Linked DNA regions of Mus musculus: region 1 is linked to region 2. A link is a contact called in public HiCAR-type data. All regions are on one chromosome and are shown on one strand. The core of a region is the stretch at or near the end of the contact, and the rest is flanking DNA. Distances in the headings are between cores, read along the strand shown.

Evidence for each region. HiCAR-type assays count read pairs that join an accessible place to other places.
Region 1: a HiCAR-type map of fibro-adipogenic progenitors shows a contact between it and region 2, with 2.9 times the contacts expected there. The contact joins two enhancer-like sites. A contact is called at or near these places in 1 of 484 Hi-C or Micro-C datasets (uterus) and 1 of 115 datasets of contacts at active chromatin or transcription factors (fibro-adipogenic progenitors).

What each region holds. Positions count from the first base shown.
Region 1 is chr14:23,493,268-23,495,967 of GRCm38.p6, forward strand. It overlaps Kcnma1 (potassium large conductance calcium-activated channel, subfamily M, alpha member 1), which reads right to left. Exons shown (of 28, transcript NM_001253364.1): 14 at 1,272-1,427. Among named protein-coding and RNA genes, the nearest start is that of 5430425E15Rik, 16 kb to the right of the region's middle. Within about 2 kb of position 1,269, at least 40 of the 459 cell types and tissues checked have an H3K27ac peak or open chromatin away from gene starts, as enhancers often do. A contact at or near this core is called in fibro-adipogenic progenitors and uterus, where this site is marked.
Region 2 is chr14:22,813,767-22,816,466 of GRCm38.p6, forward strand. All of the region lies in intron 5 of Lrmda (leucine rich melanocyte differentiation associated), which reads left to right. Among named protein-coding and RNA genes, the nearest start is that of Gm30926, 14 kb to the left of the region's middle. Within about 2 kb of position 1,430, at least 63 of the 459 cell types and tissues checked have an H3K27ac peak or open chromatin away from gene starts, as enhancers often do. A contact at or near this core is called in fibro-adipogenic progenitors and uterus, where this site is marked.

The DNA of each region.
Region 1 (2,700 bases), core at 19-2,518, 680 kb after region 2:
CCACAGAAAGAGCCAGCGCGGTTCTCCTGGTGACAGTTCGTTATCCTAGGTCTGGCCTCCTTGGATTGAACAGACAAGTCCTGGGAGACACATGGCTACATCTGGCTTTGGTGTCCCATCGCTAAACACAGCCACACAGACCTCCCTGTGACTCCCATTTCGCCTGCATTCAGTTTCATCTATGCAGGACACAAAGAGACTGGATTAAAGAAGACATCTAGAGGCACGCAGTAACTTTATTTGTAACTGCGTTTGAACTTGAAGTTCTGTTGAGCTGAGGACTATGGGCACGGAGTAAGCATGAGAGAATGTATTTTCAATCAAGTTGTCGTTCACTATGAACGCTGCTACAAAGATGACAAGCAGGGTCCAACAGGAGTTATTCTCTAAGTCATACTATGAGAACTACAGTGCCAATTACTATTGGTTAAGCAATGCCAATGGCATTGATACAAAAGTAAAGATCTAACAGTCACATTCTAGCTCTAAGTAACACAATTCACCAATGTAGTATGCCACCTTGACTGCCTAAACCCACACTCCAGAAAATTTGCTTGGTCAGGTACCTAGATGCAGAGGCACTCAAGGCCCTGGGTCCTAGAGAACTGGATAGGTTCATTCTCTTCCCCCTACTAGTTGGTCCAGCAGCCATCTGGAGACTGGGAGTGGCTGCCCAGAGAGCTCTGACATGGAGATGAACACATCCAGACTGCACGTCTCTTGGGGTAAAGACTCAGTTCATCTTTTCTTTCTCCATTCAAATAGCCACGGCATGTCAGCCTTACTGGCCTCCTTGATTGTGCAGAAGTAAATAAATGAATTATGTTGTTGGGGTTTGGGCTTCGGCACAAACACATGGTCTGCATTTATCCACACAGTGAGAGGTCCACCAGCCACTTGATATAAAAGAGGAAAATGATAATTCTTTTCTTTAGGCACTCTGGTGCCATATGGAATGTATATAAATCATATTTTTGTTTTAACAGCGGAGGCTTTGTTGATAGATAAACATGTGGTTTATCTAAAAAAAAAGAGAGAGAGAGAGAGGATTGTGCTTTGAACAATCATTTAATGGCCACGGATGTGCCAAATAAAAATAAAAACATAATTTTGAAAGGAGCTGGCCTCTTTCCCAAATCTGTAACAAGGAATTTCTTCTCAACCAGAGAAGTTAAAGCCCGTCGTTCTGTTTTGAGTTTAAGCTGTGCTGTACTCAACCCCACGACAAATGGAATCCTAGGCTAATGTGCTCTAATAAGACAAGACGTTACCTTTATGAATGACCTCATAGAGAAGAGATTGGCAAGCATTGTGGAGAGGCCTTGAGCCAGACAGCTCTGGGCTATGAAACCCAACTTGAGCTCTGCAAGGCATATTGCGTCATCACCCTCTTTCCAGTTCCAGCTGGGGATGTTGAGCAGATGGGCCTGTGGGAATAACAAGAGGTATGAGACCCTGTTCTGCTCCATGTCTGAGTGTCTGAAATCTCTTCTTGGAATTGCTGCATAGTCCAAAAACACCGGGTCATCCAAACTTTTCCTTTCTTCCCTCTTCCTGGGTCTAAGGACTGTTCTATTCTTCTGGTTCATCAGACTTGGGCTTCTTGGCAACATTGCTTCTACACTCACCAGGCCCACATCCTCCTCTCAAGTTTGCTGTTTAGCCAGATTCACCCCAGAGGGGATTTTTCTCTTGTGAGACACACCAGCCCCCAGCATTAAGAAGTCAAGTTAGCTTGTTTTTAAAGTGGCTCTCAAGTATCTCAGATTGCCAGATGCCTGTGTGTCTGTGTGCTCTTGCATTTTTTTCCTGCCTTCTCAATAATCTAGATTAGGGATGTCCCAAACTTGAGTGGGTTTCTGCATACCCTGCAATGTGTACAAAAACTACAGGTTGCTAGCCCCCACCATCCTAAGTTTCTAACTGAGTAGATCTGGGGTAGAGTTGGAGAACCTGTACCTCTACATGTGAGAGGAAATGCTGCTTCCCTGGAGGCCACTGTGCAGCAAAGATAAAGACATCCTACAATCTCTCTCAGATGGACTCTCTTATGGCAAAATTAGGTCAGAGCCCAACTCCCAGGCCCTGAGGTGTGCTCACACAATTATTTGCCAGTGGCATGCAGTGGAGAGTTGTACATGGCAGAGTGAGGGAAAAAACTGAAATTCGGGAAGTTCTCTAGTGTTTGGGGATTTACAAATAACAATAATAAGAGAAGAGAGTTAGAAGATCTAGATGTCAGGGTCAACACTTACATTCAAAAATATTGACTATATAGGTTTGAAACAAGAAGATGGATCTAAGAGAGTGTATGAGAGAGAGAGAGAGAGAGAGAGAGAGAGAGAGAGAGAGAGAGAGAGAGAGAGAGAAGGAGAGAGCAGGGCGCAGCAGTTAAGTGTATAGTTAACTCAAACCTCTATTAGAGGCCATGGGATACAAGACACAGAAAGCCAAAGCTTGCTTGTTATAGTCTCCAGAGCAAAGGGAAACGACTCTTTATTCTATAAGAATAGGCCATGTTCATTCCACAGGATTTGATCCAGTTTTAACAGTCAAACTTGAAGAGCAAAGTGACCAATTGAATAATGGCCAGAGAGCAATGAGGAGGACAAGAGGAGATAAGTGTTCTGGAAAAGATCTCTTGAGAAACAGTAAAACAATCCAGAAATGCTCAAGATACAGAGGGACATCCTTGGGGAC
Region 2 (2,700 bases), core at 180-2,679:
AGGCAAGCCTCTGATCTGTCGGCCTTGGAGGAAATTAGTGAGAGCCAGCTTTTTTTTTCTTTTTTCTTTTTTTTTTAAGACGTTTAGGATATTAAAGTGAAATGTGAAGAGGATATTGAAATAGGGAGATAGCTTTGCCAGGGGGTAGGGGTGGGGGCGGTGCTGTTACCCAAATGCAATGTCCCCCCTCTCTCTACTGGGAATGTGCAAAGTTTAACCCATTTACGCAGACTCCTTATAGAAATGCAAAGGAATTGGTATAAGCCATACAATACATTACAGAAGGCAGCCTGGCTTTGCCTTGGGACCTAAGTTTGTGTGAGAGGCATGCTTCCCCTTCTAGGCCAGGTTTCAGAATATCCTGACAATGAATCTCCAGGTACAACTTTAAAACAAGTCAGGGCAGTACTGATGCCGTATCTACATTAGCTATCTATTGTATATTTTACTTCTTACCCTTCTGGTTCCAGTCGGGATGCTGCCAATAAATCCTGTGTTACCATTAAAGAGGCCATTCATCACGCGTCCTAATGCGATTAATCAAGATACACCACAGTCCCCTTAAAATGAGATCATTTTGATAAATCATGTATGACATGAAAAGACTTTATTCCTTTTAAGTGCAATTTAGACTGTAATTTTTTCCCTCATTCATGATTCATGGGAGAAACATGGATAAAATTCCCTTGCACAGTTACACCTTATCTACAGCCATAACTCAAAACTGCTTTTAGATGAAAATTCAGAGTCTTATTCACCAAAGCTGAATGCCAGCTCATTATTTTCTGGCATTCAGTAGTCCAAAAATAATGTCCGCGCATTAAACAGCATTCTCTAAAAAAGAAGGAAAAAAAGAAAAAGTTAGAACTGGCTAGGCACCAGGCCCATCAATTATACCCTGTCATCTTTAATAAGGAAGATATATCAGATGTCCTCTTGGAGAGTCTGTAAGAGCTCAGCCTTCTCTGCCCCCATTTAGAATGATCTGGAAACAAAAATGGCGGTGACAGAAAAGGCAAGGTTTCAGCTACCTCCCAGGACTAATCTGTTGCTCAAGGCTCGAAAGAGTTGGATTTTGTGTTCCTCTCCCTGGTATGGGTCTTGCTTTCTTCCCCATGCTTACCCCCCCTCCCTCGTTCAGAAGTGACTCTCCCATTTTGTGACGTCTGAGTCTGAGACACAGCCACTACCCCACAGCTGTCACAATAATTTGGGGAACTATATTCATAAGCCTCCAATAGAAAAGTAATTCGAAAATGTGCCTTCTGGTGAGATCCATCAAGTTTAAGGTCACATTTTTGGTTAAAAGGCAGACACTGATGCTATTCATTAAGCTGGGAAACGGCTTGTTTCCCACTAACATTGAAATAAACTCTGGATGAATGTGTAGTCATGCTGGCGCGTGCTCACAGAGGAAGCCAAGGGAAAAGGCAGAGCTGTTTACTTTGGACACGTGAAATCAACAGACTTTCAGGCCTTGCTTAAGACAGGGGCTTGAGAAGATTGGCTAAAACAAAAGAGGACAATTAGAAGCTCACTTGCTTCATAGAGAGACGATATGTGAAGGATCTGCAGTCTCAGAGTTAGAGATCCTCTTGTGCATCTTCAACCCTGGTACCTGTGAATAAGGACCTAACAGTCATGTAGCTTAATCCTCCTGCTGTTCTTGGGGATGTGTTTCGAGGAGTGAAGCAACGCACAATCTTTGGATCAGGATTTGGGCTAACTCAGTGTTACTCATAGCATACACATATCCTATGCAACCCCTTATAACAGAGCGAACATGACAGTTTATTTGCAGTGTCCTGTATGTAGTAATGGTTTCCTAACTAGTCGGACACTCAAGCAAAGATGCCTTGTACCTTAGTCACTTTTTTTATTTTAAATTCATGTGGTTATTTTTTATTGCACTTAGTTCTGTGTCACATAGGCCATTTCTGTGGAAGTGGATGACGCACACTGAGCACACCCCCTTTCTCACATCGATCCTCCCCTTGGTCTGTTGCACTAGTGAGTTTCTCTTGTACTTGCACACCATCTGTACATATATGATTGTCTGTATCTTTACAAACCTTGCGATCCACAAAGAAGAGAAAACATGCAGTACGTATCTTTCTGAGGCTGACTTATTCACTTACTGTAGCTACTTCAGTTGCATCCATTTCCCGGTTAATGGTGTAACTTCATCCTTTTTTAATGGCTTGAAATGTTCCATTGTGCAAGTGCTCCATGCTTTCTTCCTCTGTTCCTCTGCTGTTGGACAGATAGGTAGTTCCCATAACTTAGCTACTGTGAGTAATGCCACAGCAAGCACTGATGTGTAAGTGTCTGGATAATAAGTTTTTAATTCTTAAAAAATTGTATTCATTGGTGCATGTGGCTGTGTGTGTGTGTGTGTGTGTGTGTGTGTGTGTGTGTGTGTGTGTGATGTACATGTTTGAACATGTATCTTGCTGTGTACACCTGGACCAGAAAACAACTTGTAGCAGTGAGTTCTCTCCTCCCACCATGAGGGTCCCTCTGGATATTGAATTCAGTGTGTCTAGCTCAACAGCCAGCACCTTTACCCACTGAGCTGAGTCACCACCACCCACGGTGATAAGTCTTTTCACATAGAACTCACTCTGTAGCTAAGACTAGCCTTGAACTTTTAACAACCCCCTTCCAAAACTTTACCAAAGTTGGGTTTGTAAGCAGGAG